Linked DNA regions of Mus musculus: all the other regions are linked to region 2. Evidence: chromatin contacts called from public Hi-C data. All regions are on one chromosome and are shown on one strand. The core of a region is the stretch at or near the end of the contact, and the rest is flanking DNA. Distances in the headings are between cores, read along the strand shown.

Region 1 (2,700 bases), core at 70-2,569, 94 kb after region 2:
ACAAAGTGTTAGGTCCAACTGGAATTCTATCTCAGGCCCAGATGTGAGCACTGAGCTAGGCTGGGGTCCCTGAGACACCCTGCCTGCCTTTAGGGGGTTCTGGGACAAGGCATCCACGTCTTAATGGAATGGGCTCTGCTTTTGACTTCTCATGACTCCTCTCCCGTTAAGGTTTCCCGAGAGGGCCGGGATCTGCCTGTTTACTGCCACACTGAGGAATGTCTTGTCTACCCCAGATCTGGATGTTGGGGGTGGGGGAGACAGGGACACAACTGCCGGGACTGGAGGGGACACAGGCTATCTTGATCTCCAGATGAGGTTGTATCTGCTGGAGAAGTTGTTGGGGGAAGGCTTCTTGTCTGGGATCTTGCTTGCTCCCCCCTTCCGGCCCCTGATAAAGAGTCCCAAACACAGGGCTGTAAAGTTGGCCATAAAATCTGGGGAAGAAATGCTGGTGCAGCTGGCTTATCAAAGCGCATCGCAGACTCCCGCCAGGGTCCCTACTTCAAGTTTATTTCTCCTCCTCTGCTTTCTTTCAGAAGGTGTCTTGTAAACAGCTAAGAGGGTCATTTATAAATGTCCGCTGTCTCCCCCTGCTCAGCCCAGGCGTTGCTGCTGCTTTCTGCTGCTCCTGTTAGGTGTAGAGATGGCAGAGAGATGCTCCAGGCACCGAACCCTAGCGACCTCTGTCTGTCTCCCTCCTCCCAGGTGCTAGAAGAGATGAAGCGGTTTCTCACATCTCCACATCCCAAGGAGGGGTGAGTCTCCTCAAGGTAAGTGAGAGCAAACTCTTAGACTCTGGTCCTGCCTAGGGCCTCCCCAAATTTCTGATGTACTGATGGAGGTAGAGGGTGGAGCTGGCCTCATGGCTTAACTCACATGCGCGTCCAGAGTTTCCATATGGAGTGGACTGCAAGCAGAGCTGTTACATTGTATAAAACTCTTATCCCATGATTCCAGGCGACAGGGTTCTGCGAGGAAGCAGGCATGGAACCTGGAGTGCTCTCTTGGCTCTCTCTTCCTTGTTGGATAAAAGACAGCCAGCCTCTAATCTCAAGGGCAGCAGCAGTTCTTTCTGCAGGCAAGCACACTTCAAGATCTTACTGGATCTTTAGGCCGAGCAAGAGATGGATGTTTTACCGATAGAAGGGACAGAAGGCTGCCCATGACAGCCAGAGGGCACACAGCTGCTCGGCCTCTGTTGACCATGATACAGCTGAATTCACTCGTTGCCCCGCCCACTCTTCTCAGCCTGTTCCTTGTTGAGTTTCAAAGAGGCTCATGGGACATAATCTAAACACAGCCCTCAACACCCTGATCCCCCGCCCTCACCTCCTGACCTGTCAAGCCTGTAGCTTCACTATCAGGAGATGAAGCAGAGCAAGGTACTTCCCTGGCTTCGATTCCACTTCCGGTGATGGGAGGGGTGGTGGTGGCTGGGCTCCTGCCAGGGGCGCGGCATTGGACAGAGCCCCTCAAATGGTGAGGGGTAGGAGAGGAAGGCAGGGCCGAGAGGGCTCCAGATTCAGAAGGCGAGTGGGCCAAACTGGGAATGACCGAGGAAGGAGCCTCGCCTGAGTTCTGTTTTCTTGGCCTCAGCCCAGGGCCAGTTCTATAGCCGGCACGGGGTACAAACTAGCCAGTCTTCCTGGGCAGTAGCAACTGCAGCTGGTTTGACCAGAGTGCTCTCCTCTTTCTTGCCTGGCTTTTGTTCCGCATGTTTGTCTGCCCTGTCCCCACATAAAAGTGTTGTTCAGTCTTCCTTCTTGCCCCAGAAGGACTTGGAGGTTCTTGTCCACACAGGCTAGGGGCTTCGTCTAGACTTCTATCCTTGCAAGGTTTCCATGTGCAAAGCTGATTTCATTCTAGGGTCTGATCGTATGTGCAAACAACTTTCTGAGCATGGATTCCCTGTGTTCCAGGAAGACAGCCCTGGACTCCTCCGGGAGAAACAGGCTCTGTGAGGATGCCAGAGCGGCGGAGGAGCCCCTGTTCTCATCCAGGCTCCAACATCCCTTCTTGCTCTCCTTGCCCTTTCCTAGTCTAACTTGCCGTATAGGCTGCTGTGGCAGAGACCCAGACTGAGGTCATGTGGGGGAGGGCCTCCTGTCTGCCTGCTGCCTGTAATATATTTGAATTATCTCCGCAGATGAGCCCTGATTTAGCAAACAGTCTAGAGTAAACCTCAGCTCAAAGACAAATACAATTGACACTGGGCTTGAGTGGTTCAAAGGTTATTGGCACAAAGCTGTCGGCTTTGTTTAACCGAGGGGCTGTATTTATGACGGCGATTCTGTAGTGCCATCCATAACTTGCCAGAGTGAGGTGACGTAGTGAGCCCTGAGACAGCCTATTTACACTGAGCTGAGCTGCTCTGCTGGGAAATGCAGAGGCAATTCCGTTGGGAGCAAGTTGCTTTATGGGACGCTAGCTCGGGGCTGGTGTTAGCATTTGGGATACCAGTTAACCTTGCTGGGGATGGTTAGTCCCTTCTAAGGGGATTGCTTCCTGGGGACATGTACAATAGAGTGAGTGGGAGGAGGGGCATGCAAGGGAGAGAGGAGGGGAGAGGTCCTTTGGGGAAGGTTTGCACGTGTTGATCCGGGTATTTCACTTTGACCCACAGTTAAGGCCCACAGACCCTGGAGTGGGAGTCACCCTGAGTCCCTGGGTCCTGGGACACAATTGTTGCTTGTCTTT
Region 2 (2,700 bases), core at 56-2,555:
AAAAATGGGTAACTCTGAGACAGCCTTGTTTTGTCCTTTCGGCCTGCTTCTTTTCTGGGCTCTTTTTCCTCTGTGGACTCTGCGTCACTGGCCTTGAGGGGCGGCCACTGGGATCCAGGACTGGGAGCCTGGAGATGCCTGAGAGACACAGAGCAGTGATGGTAACCGTGGGCATCTCTGACTTGCAGGAACAGTTGGGGGTGGGAGTAGACACTGGCATTTTCAAATCCACCTAAGTTTTCACACTTTATACTGAAAGCAGACACGAGCGAGACCATGGCCTGCCTCTCTGTCCAGTTCCCATCTTCTTTTTAGTTGTCTGTCACAGTTGGAAGCAAATCTATGTCTATCCCCAAGATTCCATTTGATGTTCTGCTGGGGGGCAGGAACTCCGAAGTCACTGAAGAAGTCCCTTCCCAGCCATACAAAGTGCCCAGGCACTATATCTGTCCAGTGGCCCAAGGTATTTCTTTAGAAGGCTGGTTTTGAGAACAGAAATAAAGCTTTAGAAGAATTGATTATTTTTTAAAGTGGACGTTTATTTCCACACAACACAGAAATGGAGTAAATTTTAAAATAATCATTGCGATGCCCAGTAACTGCCTTTACCATGAGTTAATGTTGTATTACCTTAAGTAGTTTAGATGTTGGAAAATGACTATAATTTAAAGTTAAATAGATCAGCTTACAGTGCTGGATAGTCGCAGAGTATTTTGTGCGTGCATTGACTTATAAGGTAATATTTAGCTTGGTTCTTTCATAAATAACATCCCATGTTGGAAATGAAAACTGTGGTATTAACTGCATTTTTATTTAGAATTTTGTTTTAAGCCATGCAAAATTCTGTCATATAATTGGCTTTTAGGATTATTGTATATGAGCAAAGTATATATTTTCCTCTAATGAAATCCTTACTTGGAAAAAAATTGGCTGTCACAGTTGACTAAACAAATACATGCACACACACACACACACACACACACACACACACACTTATGTATAAGTCTGTATATATCCATGTTACAAAAGAAAATTTTCATTCATTCTATCCACACACATTTATTTGTCAAATACAGCCAGTATTCAGTAAATCATTAAAGATGAATTTTATTTAAGAAACGTTACTTTGTTCTCCTGAGACCGTACTACCAATGGAATATTGCAGTATTGTAGAGCTATAAAGAATTGTTTCTAGGGTAAATTTGAGGAAGAGGGAAAAAAGGAAGTTACAATACGTTGCCTACTTACCAATTAACTCTTACCTGCCAAAAAGCACATGAGACCCGCACAGCGGACATCCGCTAATCCAGTGGGTAGCCGTTCCGGGCTCTAATGCACACTGTTTTACACGCTAACGGTTTTGAAGTTCCAGGCCAGTGCTGACCTTTCACATGTGCCCCGCTCACAGTAGGATCTCCACTCATTGCTTCCTGTCACAACGGATTACAGTGACACAGCCCAGGACTCGCTTTGACTGCAATTAAGTTTTTGATCAGAATTATTTCGTTCACAAACAATCACATTTGTTAAAATGTTACATCTGTCTGAGAGCCGCTGGCAGCCTCCCTAGTTATCAGTGGGATGTGAGTGCAAGTCATTTGTCTTTCATAAAGCGGCAAGCAACCTTACCTATGTTATTTAATCCTCTTTCTTCTGCCGGTTTCTGCCTTTCATTTATTGGGGCTGGGAGGAAGCTGTGTCCTGATAGTGGTGCGAGGCAGTTTGGAGAGTTGGGGGGCTGTGAACAGGACTTATTTTTGGTGTAGAACAGAATTATCCAGCTGGGACCCAGGACACAATTACTGTTTCCAAAAATTGTCAGTGGCGATTCTGTTTCTGCGTGAGGAAATGTTTTAGCGTTGTGGATGTGGAGTGAGGGTTTGGTTCTTGGCCTGCCATGCCTTCCTCTCTGTGCCTCTGAAACACGGCCTTTCAGCCATTTTTGGACCCTGTGTTTCCAGTTCTCACACTGTGGCTGTGAGCTTGGGTACCGGAAGTGAGGCCAGCATCCCCTTGCTCAGGCTGTCCTAGCTGGAAGTGAGGCCAGCATTCCCTAGCTCAGGATCTCCTGGCTCCCTGTTTTCAGAACTGTCCTTTTCTTACTACAAAATGGCTGCAGAGACACAAGGAGCTTTCTCTGCCAACTCTGTTTTCTATCTGCCTGTGATGTGGGCTCAGCGGGCCTGTTCGCATTTCCCTGCACGTCACATTCCCTGCACAGGGTTCTAGAGAAAGTCTTTCCTTGGCAGCTTGTACCCTGCATGGGATCCTTTGGGGACTGAGTTAGGCTAAGAGTGTGACTCGGTCTTTGACTTGGTTTAGTGAGAACCGAGCCTGGGAGGCTGGCACGGAGGTGGTGACGGCAGAAGGGACAGAATGGAGTTGGAAGGCGATGAAGTCCGAAATACTTGAATGGTGTCTGAGAGCTTGAGAAATTTTAATTACTTTAAATATATATGTATACATTTAGAATACCATTAAAGGGATTTATTGCCAGGTTCTAAAATACTGTATTATAACCTAAACTGTTTCCCATTTGTTTTGACGTAGCTGGGCTCATTTATTACTAACTCATAAAGTTACAAGTGGCAAAAGAAAGCCATTGCACTCCCAAAATCTATTTAACTTTAATTTTTTAAGCGTTTTAATAAAGTAAGGCCTACTTTCCCATCCAAAATGTAGAAATTTTACTGGAATGAA
Region 3 (2,842 bases), core at 135-2,634, 81 kb before region 2:
CACTTCAACAAGTACCCTCACTGATTTCTTTTTTAAAAAGAAGCTAGCAGCTGCCAGGCGTGGTGGCACACTCCTTTAATCCCAGCACTGGGGAGGCAGAGGCAGAGGGATCTCTTGAGTTCGAGGCCAGCCTGTTCTACAGAGTGAGTTCCAGGACAGCCAGCGCTACACAGAGAAACCCTGTCTTGAAAAACCAAAAAAAAAAGAAGCTAAATGCAGACCATTTCATTGGAGAAGACAGCCACAACATCTGAGCTGCTCTGAAGAGGGCAGCTCTGCGACCTCCGTCATGGTGCCTCAGCTCATTGTGGGCAAAGCTGGTTTTTGTTTTGTCCTTTGTGTTTTTGTAGTTCTGTTCTATTAACTTGATGGGGTGTGTGCGTGCGTGTGTGCGTGCGTGTGTATGCGTGCGCGCACCGTGGCATGTATGCGAAAGTCGGAAAACAGTGTGGTTGACTCAGTTCTCTCCTTTCCTGTAGATCCTGGAGCTCAGGCTCAGGTCACCAGGTTTCTTTTTTGTTTGTTTGTTTGGTGGGGGTTTTTTTGGTTTTGGTTTTGGTTTTTTTTTTTTTTTTTTGGTTTGGTTTGGTTTTGTTTTGTTTTTGTTTTCAAGACAAGGTTTCTCTATGTAGCCCTGTCTGCCTTCTGAGTGCTGGGATTAAAGGCATGCACCACCACGGCCCTGCTAGATCACCAGGTTTCATGGCAAGTGCCTTCACCCCTCTGAGCCACCTCACCAAGCCCTGTTGAAAGACATCCTTTAAAACAAAAGACGTGCCAGGCGTGGTGGTGCACGCCTTTAATCCCAGCACTCAGGAGGCAGAGGCAGGCAGATTCTGAGTTCGAGGCCAGCCTGGTCTACAAAGTGAGTTCCAGAACAGCCAGGGCTATACAGATAAACCCTGTCTCAAAAAACAAAAACAAACAAACAAAACAAAAGATGTGGAAGCTGGAGAGATGACTTGGAGAAGGCGCTTGCCATGTAACCCTGGCCACTTTTGAGTTCTCTCCCCAGAACCCATGTAAGGATGGGAGGAAAAGCCAGCTCCACCATGTGTCCTTTGAGACGCACACACCCACACATCAATAGCAAGCGATCTGTCGTTTCCTGTTTTGGTGAGAGTATAGCTAAGTATCTATGGTTCGCATGACTTCTGAGAATTGAAGGCTTCACTGTTGCTCTTGCTCATAGGGAAGCCAGTCTTCATTTCCTTATCCCTGTCTTTGTTTATTTGTTGGACTGGGAGTTGTTACGTAGCCTGCCCTGGCCTCCCAACTGGTGATCCTCCTGTCCCAGTCTCTGGAGTGCTGGGATTAGAAGTACATGCCACTACATCAACCCATTTTTCTTCATTCAAAAAAATAGGCCAGGGATGTGGCTCAGTTGGTAGAGTGGTTGCTGGTCTGATCTCTAGCAGTGAACTGAGTGCGGTGATGCAAGCCTGTATCCCCGGTAGCCCCTGCACTTGGAAGACGGGGCAGGAGAGTCAAAGGTCAAGATCTGGGCTGCAGAGGTGACTGGTTTAAAGCACTTACTGCTCTTCCAGAGGGCCCGGGTTAATCCCAGCATCCACATGGTGGCTCACAAGCATCACTAATCATGGTCCCTGGGGATCCTACGTCCTCTTCTGACCTCGTCAGGCCCCAACCATGTGAAATACACCAGGCATGGTGCACAGACATATAAGCCCTCAAAACTCACATAAATACAATGTACAAAAAAAATTTGTTTTGTTTTCCGAGACAGGGTTTCTCTGTGTAGCCCAGCCCTTGCTGTCCTGGAACTCACTCTGTAGACCAGGCTGGCCTCAAACTCAGAAATTTGCCTGCCTCTGCCTCCCAAGTGCTGGGATTAAAGGCGTGCGCCACCACCGCCCAGCTCAGTTAGTATTTCTTTTTTTTTAAATATTATTATTTATATATTTATTATAAATTATTATATGTAAGTACACTGTAGCCGTCCTCAGACACCACAGAAGAGGGTGTCAGATCTTGTTACGGGTGGTTGTAAGCCACCATGTGGTTGCTGGGATTTGAACTCAGGACCTCTGGAAGAGTAGTTGGGTGCTCTTACCCACTGAGCCATCTCGCCAGCCCTCGGTTAGTATTTCTAATGCGGTGTTTACTAATCCTTGATTTGTTTTTCTCTCCTGTCCTAGATTGATGAACAGATTGAAAGCATGTTTAATTCAAAGAAGAGAGTAAAGGACATGGCTGCACCCGGCACATCCAGCGTGCCCGCGCCCACTGCAGGCAATGCTGAGAAGCTAGAAATCGCCAAGAGATTGGCTCTCAGAATCAACGCTCAGAAGAACCTGGGCATCGAGTCTCAGGTATTAAGTAATTTGTTCCGAGCCATTGCTGCTGTTGCCGTGAAGATCCAGAAATGGAAAGAGTCTTTTTCTTTTTTAAAAAGCAGGGTTTCTCACAGCCTAGGCTGGCCTTGCATTCTCTGGGTAGCCACGGGGGACTGTGAACTGCTTATCCTCCTGTCTACTTCCTACACACCAAGTTTACAAGTGTCCTGTGTGAAAGTGTGCTTCAGACACTGCTTTCTTTTTTGTTTGGTTGTTTTTTTTGTTTTTGTTTTTTGGTTTTTTTTTTTGAGACAGGGTTTCTCTGTGTAGCCCTGGCTATCCTGGAACTCACTTTGTAGACCAGGCTGGCCTCAAACTCAGAAATCTGTCTCTCTCTAACTCCCAAGTGCTGGGATTAAAGGCGTGCGCCACCACACCCGGCCAGACACTATTTCAATGTAGATCCTTTCCAGGAGTTAAATTGAGCACAAAAAAAAAGAATCCAATACAGGATTCTATGATACTTTCCTTCAGAAGATCTCTGT

What was found. Hi-C and Micro-C count contacts between places; a contact is called where the count stands out from the background.
Region 1: a contact with region 2 is called in a Hi-C map of the N1E-115 cell line, with 6 times the contacts expected there. The contact joins two enhancer-like sites. A contact is called at or near these places in 2 of 39 promoter capture datasets (embryonic stem cells and stem cell-derived epiblast-like cells), 4 of 484 Hi-C or Micro-C datasets (the N1E-115 cell line, embryonic limb bud, embryonic stem cells and 1 more), 4 of 115 datasets of contacts at active chromatin or transcription factors (craniofacial prominence, embryonic limb bud and embryonic stem cells) and 1 of 9 other capture datasets (embryonic stem cells).
Region 3: a Hi-C map of the N1E-115 cell line shows a contact between it and region 2, with 3 times the contacts expected there. The contact joins two enhancer-like sites. A contact is called at or near these places in 1 of 15 datasets of contacts at CTCF or cohesin (embryonic stem cells), 2 of 484 Hi-C or Micro-C datasets (the N1E-115 cell line and embryonic stem cells), 1 of 115 datasets of contacts at active chromatin or transcription factors (embryonic stem cells) and 2 of 9 other capture datasets (embryonic stem cells and pancreatic islet).

Annotation. Positions count from the first base shown.
Region 1 is chr13:55,846,717-55,849,416 of GRCm38.p6, forward strand. No RefSeq gene overlaps it. Among named protein-coding and RNA genes, the nearest start is that of Pitx1, 17 kb to the left of the region's middle. Within about 2 kb of position 1,320, at least 24 of the 459 cell types and tissues checked have an H3K27ac peak or open chromatin away from gene starts, as enhancers often do. A contact at or near this core is called in the N1E-115 cell line, where this site is marked.
Region 2 is chr13:55,753,211-55,755,910 of GRCm38.p6, forward strand. All of the region lies in intron 2 of Pcbd2 (pterin 4 alpha carbinolamine dehydratase/dimerization cofactor of hepatocyte nuclear factor 1 alpha (TCF1) 2), which reads left to right. Among named protein-coding and RNA genes, the nearest start is that of Pcbd2, 27 kb to the left of the region's middle. Within about 2 kb of position 1,306, at least 16 of the 459 cell types and tissues checked have an H3K27ac peak or open chromatin away from gene starts, as enhancers often do. A contact at or near this core is called in the N1E-115 cell line, where this site is marked.
Region 3 is chr13:55,671,782-55,674,623 of GRCm38.p6, forward strand. Ddx46 (DEAD box helicase 46) reads left to right here. Exons shown (of 23, transcript NM_001282055.1): 19 at 2,160-2,336. Among named protein-coding and RNA genes, the nearest start is that of B230219D22Rik, 20 kb to the right of the region's middle. Within about 2 kb of position 1,385, at least 13 of the 459 cell types and tissues checked have an H3K27ac peak or open chromatin away from gene starts, as enhancers often do. A contact at or near this core is called in the N1E-115 cell line, where this site is marked.